2 separate regions of the Danio rerio genome follow, and region 2 is linked to region 1. The links are chromatin contacts, called in public HiCAR-type maps. All regions are on one chromosome and are shown on one strand. The core of a region is the stretch at or near the end of the contact, and the rest is flanking DNA. Distances in the headings are between cores, read along the strand shown. Region 1 holds the start of ccdc33 (coiled-coil domain containing 33). Region 2 holds the start of islr2 (immunoglobulin superfamily containing leucine-rich repeat 2).

Evidence for each region. HiCAR-type assays count read pairs that join an accessible place to other places.
Region 2: a HiCAR-type map of caudal fin shows a contact between it and region 1, with 5 times the contacts expected there. The contact joins the promoter of islr2 here to the promoter of ccdc33 in region 1. A contact is called at or near these places in 2 of 4 datasets of contacts at active chromatin or transcription factors (caudal fin and embryo).

What each region holds. Positions count from the first base shown.
Region 1 is chr25:23,567,629-23,571,096 of GRCz12tu, forward strand. ccdc33 (coiled-coil domain containing 33) reads right to left here and starts at 1,707. Exons shown (of 11, transcript XM_073943151.1): 1 at 1,475-1,707; 2 at 1-108. The coding sequence starts at 1,675.
Region 2 is chr25:23,844,188-23,847,659 of GRCz12tu, forward strand. It overlaps islr2 (immunoglobulin superfamily containing leucine-rich repeat 2), which reads right to left and starts at 1,376. Exons shown (of 2, transcript NM_001013523.1): 1 at 1,146-1,376; 2 at 1-577. The coding sequence starts at 568.

The DNA of each region.
Region 1 (3,468 bases), core at 457-2,956:
TACAGACTCTGTCCTGGTTTGAGTTTTGGGACTTTTGAGTTGAAGATACTCCTGGAGGATTTGAGAGATTGCATCATGTGAAGGGAAATCATATGAATCCATGTTTATCTGGGAAAAAAACAACAAAAGCATGCTTAATAATAACATCCAAACACAATCCAGTTGAGATATTACCCTATGTATGTCTATATCAACCAACCTAGGCTCATTTTGAAAATGTAGTCCCTTGGACTTTTCTGGAGAACGCTAAATACATCCCCAGAGGTACGTATTTTTGCATTTTTGTTTTTGCCAATCCACGAGAGGCCATTGTGTGTGCTTTTTCATATCTCAAATGTCTCTCGCGAGTGCCGTTTGAGCCCATGCTGTTCTCGCATAAACCCACCAGAGGCCGCTGTTGAATGACCGTATGTTTGACTGACTGTATAATTGACTGTGCGACCGGCCAATCGACTGACCCACTCTTCTCCTTCCTTAAACCCAACTAGTTTTACCGATTGACCCACCAACCCACTTTAATCCCTAAACCCAACCAACAATTTGCAAAACCCATTCAGAAAAAGAAAAGCCCTCGTTTGATTTTTACCACTTTTTCGGATTTTACCACATTCTCACCCTGTTGTTTACTCGTTCATTTTATTTTTTGTATTCTGTTTTTGTCTTACCTGAATTCTGGAACCGCTCCTTCCCCAGACTTGAACGCAGTCATCGTCATCGTGGTCAACTCCTCTCTGTGTCTCAAGTGCGCCGAAGTACACGACAAGCTCACTGGACAAATTGGTTGCCATGGGAAAGCCCTCGACACGAAGGTAAGCGGTCAGCCGGCAAGCGCAAAAAGGAACAGCGCCATACCGCCCCGTAGCATTCGCTTAAAACATGAAATGCAGCCATAAGTACCTCCGGCTACATAATTCGCTTTCTCTAGAAACGTCCAAGGGAAAACATTTTCAGAATGAGCCTGTGTTGATTTCAACTATACAGTTTGCAAATGCATGAAATGGCTCAGTTTAACAATTACCCTGATGAAATCAAGTGTTTGCCGAAACACGTATGTGCAGTTTTAAGGAATAGCCGTGTCAATAAAGGTATTTTAATATTTTTTCCACATTTTTCGAGTTCCTTGGACTGACATTTGCTGTTTATTCTGATGTCATCTTTGCATTTAAAATGGCATAACTGAGAAAATGACACTTAATGGCAGTTGTCATTAGCATTCATAAAATCTTCATATTTACAACATGCATTAATATAATAGAGGTGTCATGACAGTCTTATAAACGTCCACTTCAGAGAAACTGTTACCCACTTCTGTATTTTTTAAAATGTATAGCAATAAACAAACTATACTCATAATATTTGAAAATATGAGCACATTTCATTTGTTTCATTACATCAAACAGATAATGTTGATTATAATTTCTTCATGAATTCTGTATGTGAAGATCTGTTCTGAGATAGGCAGTAGGTCATTTACCTGTGCTCCTGCAGGGTCATTTTGTGGTTTCTCTGGGTTTTGCATGTGGCTGAAGGTTTCTGAGCTCCTGTCAGGCATATTAAACAGCTGAATGAAGAGAAAGCTCTGACAATGCTGGCAACCTGACGTCGGGTTTCCACAACACAGAAATCCTGCCTGGCAACTTTTATAGGCTGAACAGGAAACAAACCAATCATTCATGATATTCAAGAGCTCACAGAGACATTACTACACTGTAATCAGAATGTAAAATAATTAACAAAATACATGCAAATATTTGTCTGTAGCTTCTGGTGGTTCTGTGTTAAAGGAGCACATGAGTTTGCTGCTCTGGAGATTGATGATGTTTTCTGCTCCATGCTGAGATGAGCTTGTTCTTTATTCTTTGAGCGCAGCATGAAACCTTTTAACCTCCAAACACATTGAGCTGCTCTCCCTATGCCAAAGATCATCGCACATTCATATTATTCACATATAGTGTTCACTGTTTGGCATCAGAAAGAACAATGCTGAATAAAATAATTATTAATTAAATCAGAAGAGTCATAAAGTCTGTGTGTTTTGTTAGGTTAACATGAATATTGTGAAATTTGCTACGTATATTTATGAGATACACTGGAAAAAAAAACGTATCGTTTCATTTACTCATTTTTTAAGTTAAGTGGTTGCAAACAATTTATGGTCTGAATTTAAACAAACAAATTAAGTCAAACAAAAAAATGAACATAAAAAAAGAATTTAATTTGTTTGTTTAAATTTATTCATTCAATCATTCATTCATTCATTCAGTTTCTTTTCGGATGCCCTTCCAGCTGCAAACCATCTCTGGGATACATCAATACACACTCATTCACACTCATACACTACAGACAATTTGGCATGTCGCTGTACCGCATGTTGTTGAACTGTGGGGGAAACCGGAGCACCTGGAGAAAACCCATGCGAACGTGGGGAAAACATGCAAACTCCACACAGAAATGCCACCTGATTCAGCTGAGGCTCGAACCAGCGACCTTCCTGCTGTGAGGCGACATCACTACCTACTGCACCACCATGTCACCTGTTTGATTTCAGCCCATTTAAATCAACCCAGGCTCATTCTGAAAACGTAGGCCCGTGAACGTTTCTGGAGACGGCAAAATACACTCCGGAAGGTACGTATTTTGCAGTTTTTGTTTTCGCAAATCCACAGGAGGCCACTGTGTGCGCTTTTTCGTATCTCAAATGTCTCTCGCGAGTGCCGTTCGCACCAGAGGCCGCTGTCGAACGACCGCCAGTCTAATTGACTGAATGACTAACTGTGCGACCACACAATCATATTTATAGCATATGATAATCATAAATATAAGAATTATTAATTCATTCAGCACCACCTCCCAGAAGAGCAATGAAGTCTGTTTAAATCTATCTTTTGTTAGTTGAACGTGTATATTGTGAAACTTGCCTCATATGTTTGTAACGAGGCAACAAACACCATGTAAACATTCAGTATATGCATTTAACTGGCTTTTAAATGGGATAAGAGATTAGACTCTGATTGGCTTATAGCATATTACACCCAAAACAAACAAAAAACTTTTAGAAATACCAATTATTTTCCCCATCATTTAATAAGAAAAAGTGGACTTGGATTTTCCATGAGTGCAACTGTGTCTTTAAACCATATGCGCTTAATCATTAAAACACAATAACTTTTAATTATTGTGCACTTTGATCTTGCAAAATTTGCAGACCTTTTAGATTAACACACAGTCCAACTCTATCTAGTTGAACAAAAATACACTGAAGTCAGCAGATCTATGCTAAGCTAAAAGTGCTGACCCAGAGCAAAGTCCCTTTAAGGCAAGTCAGTTCCCTCGACAGCCATCTTTGAAATGCCTCTTGGGAGGTATGCTTGGGTATTCTGTCTGAATGGGGAAACATCAAATTTTTCAAAGTTGTTTATCAAGCTTACGATAACATTAAATATTTGGAACCCCCATAATATTAAACAA
Region 2 (3,472 bases), core at 126-2,625, 280 kb after region 1:
TGCAGGAGCAGATGAAGGGGTTGTGGAAGATTTGCAGATGGGACATGGCAGCCAAAGAATCAAATGTTCCTTGCACAATAGTGGTAAACTTGTTATTGTTAATACGGATTGAACGCAGGTCTTTCAAGTTTGAAAAGGCGTTCTTAGGGATGCTGACCATCTCATTATTGTTCATCTTTAACAACTGCAAAGCACCAAGATTGGCCAAGTCCTCCCATGGAAAATGCACAATTTTGTTGTTGCTAATATCCAAATTTTTCAGCTGAATCAATGGAGCCAACGTGTCCCTCTCGACTGTGATGATTTCATTGTGAGCCAGCCAAAGAGAGGTCACCTGGGTCACGTTTACAAAAGTTTTGGATTTCAGCACTTTAATCTTGTTCGCTGAAAGACTCAGGGTGCTTGCATTGGACGGCAAACCCACAGGTACTTCCACAAGGTCTTTGTAGGCACAGTCTACGAACTGGTGGTTGTATTTATCAGAGCAGGCACACTGCTTGGGGCAACAGTGTGCATTGCCAATCAATGCAGTCCCCAGGGCAATAAGCATCAGGTATTTGGTTGCCATTTTCAGCTCCTGTGAAGGACACATGAAGGTGGGATTAGTACAAATGATTTTTGAACTATGAAATATGAATGAAACAAGAATCTTGTTAAAGTTACTTTAAACTGTTAGCTTTGTAGATTGACAAATTTATATCAAAGTTATTAAAAAAAAGCTAAATACAGTTTATATTATTTATCATGGTTTTGTTTTATAAAATTATTTCTTATTGACATATTGAAATGATTTAGAGGAAACAAAGACACCAGTAATCTCGAGACATCCTCGAGCGTCTGGCTGTGTTACCAGACCGCTGAAAAAAAGACCCGAGAACGCACCATTTGTACCCCAGTAGCTGTCCAGGGTTCTGAATCGCGTTTCATTTTGTGTTAAATCCTCGGCTTGTGAATTTCTCAAACTTCTCGTGATTTGCAGCGACTATATCCTAAATATACCCTGCAAACCATCGGGTCATTCTTCTAATTCAATATATAATTCTTAATAATATTAAAGATTAAGACAAGACCACTCTTTTACAGTTTATTTGCACTCACACCTACATTCTAGAGAAAGTGTTGCACACTTTAAAACTTAATCTTACCTGTGAAAGATTTTCCTAACACTCGCGCGGATTTCAGTCAGCACGACACTTGATGAAATATACTATTTAAAGATCAGACGTCAATTTTCACCCAAAACATCATGTAGCCATTTATATCCCGCTGGAAATCCTTGCCGTTTTGGTTAGCAGATGGAAGATGATACATTTTAGTGTCCGTGTGATGCTGAGCAGTCCAGAGGCTGTTTTCTCCTCGCGCTCGAGTTTGGACAGAATTCATTGCGCGCTCCCGCCTTCACAGTGATAGGGGAGGGATTGTGAACGCGCAGCCTCTCCCTACAATTCCGCATTGAAGCCACGGGGACTTAGCAGCCGAGATGAAGGTTATTCATAATTTAGATACAGAAGATCATTTATATCACATGACCTGTGCCCTTTGTCTTTTCGAAAGGATTTGCATTAGTGAAGTTTCGAAGTTTTACAAATAATCTTGAAAAGTGCAGAAAACAATCTCAGAATTTGTTTTTATAGAAACGTAAATCTATATAAAACAGATAAACGGAAACACTAAAACGATCCTGTATGAAAGACATATATTTACAATTGTTTATTTCCACAATAGCCTGTATATTACCAGCATCACTTCAGTTCTTATACAACCTTAACATTTTTAAAAGGACATTGAAATCATTTGTTTTCTGCTCTGAATGAGTCTGTGACCATCAAAACAAGTGAACTGAGCTGCAGAATCGATTTGCTTTTCAGTGAAAGTTGCTTCGTTTGTTGCAAGATCTTTCAAGATCAGGAGACCATCACCCTTACAAAACGCCTCGAAATGGCGTGGTAGTGTGAAAATGAACTTGGCTAAACAAACCGAATAGCCCACTGGTTATGAATTCTATACGTAGACGGATTGCGATTGGGATTTCCGAAGCTTTTTATTTGCTGCTATCTAGTGGTCATTTTAGGGGAGAGCGTAAAGTAACAGCTATTTTCTCAAAGCCGAAAACATTTGCTTTTCAAGCAATAACTGCACATTCGACATGCAAGCTTTAGTGAAGCTGTCAAATATTATGTAATTTCATCACTGTGTCCCGCGGTAATGAATCGGGTTAAAACGGCAAGATATTAGTCTGACGGTGAACAAACTTCAGGATATTTCCGACCAATCAATAAACATTCAAAATGACGGGTCTGTTTAATAAGCATATCATGCATTTACTCTGATAAACTGATAAGCAATTGCTCAAACGACATAGTTTGTTTGTTATTTTGAAATGAAAACGAAAGAAGAATTCATTGTCCCTTTTTTGGTAACTTGTTTTAACATCCTAAAATCAAAATTAGGCTATTAAAAGCTGTGATTAATAACATTTCATTGTTACAGAATGAGATGTAGCCAGGGTGAGTGACACAGAAACGTCAAAAGTACACCGCTGTTCCGTTAGAAGAACTGCCCGCTTTTTCGAATTTGACACGTCTGAACTTCTAAACAAGAACGCACTTTCGAACAATGAGAAATGGCAGAGGTTTTAGGTTTCTTTCAAGCTCCAGGTTGGAATTTTAGGGTGGACCAAGTGCCATTCCAGGTATATTATATTTGTTAAAGGTAATAAAATAATGTGTACAATTTTAAAAGTAATGTATTTATCATTTTAAACGGACTTTGTGTCATTTTAATAAAAGCAAACACACTTTTATAACTAACTTTCATTTTAGACTATTTGTACTGCAGACCATAATTATATCAGTGCTTGCTTAAGTAAGTGTGTAAGAGAGAGATATTTGCCAAGTTTTGCGAGAAAACTGCATTTTAGCCAGAAAAATAAACATGTTGCTGTTAATAAAATATATGGGTGATTCTATAATTGCAGGCACGTTAGTGTCCAAAGACATACTTTTTCAGCTTTTAAAGAACATTGTTACATTTTTGATTACTTATAAAATGTGTTTATCATTTTTATGGAACACATACGTCATACCTATACAATATTCTTTGTAAAAGTTTCTTAAATGACAAAAAATCATGATTTATTGATGTTGTAATTAGTCAGTGTTTTCCATCATGTATCATTGTGCAATCAAAATAGTTTATTTAGATTAAAAGAATAATTTCACCAAAATTTTAATTTACATTTTTATTTGTAAACTGTCAATACTGTTACCACAATTTCAAATAGAAAACTGAATATTTCATTAATCACAAACTGGACAATTTAAACATGTTTTATTCCTAATTTCATTAGTGTCATGTGGTCTTATAGCAAGAAGAATGTTTGGCTAAAAAGTTGTGAAATTGTAAATTGTTACTGTCAATTCAATAACTACCCATAAAGATTTTTCTTACTATGATTCATTGTTATTTTTAA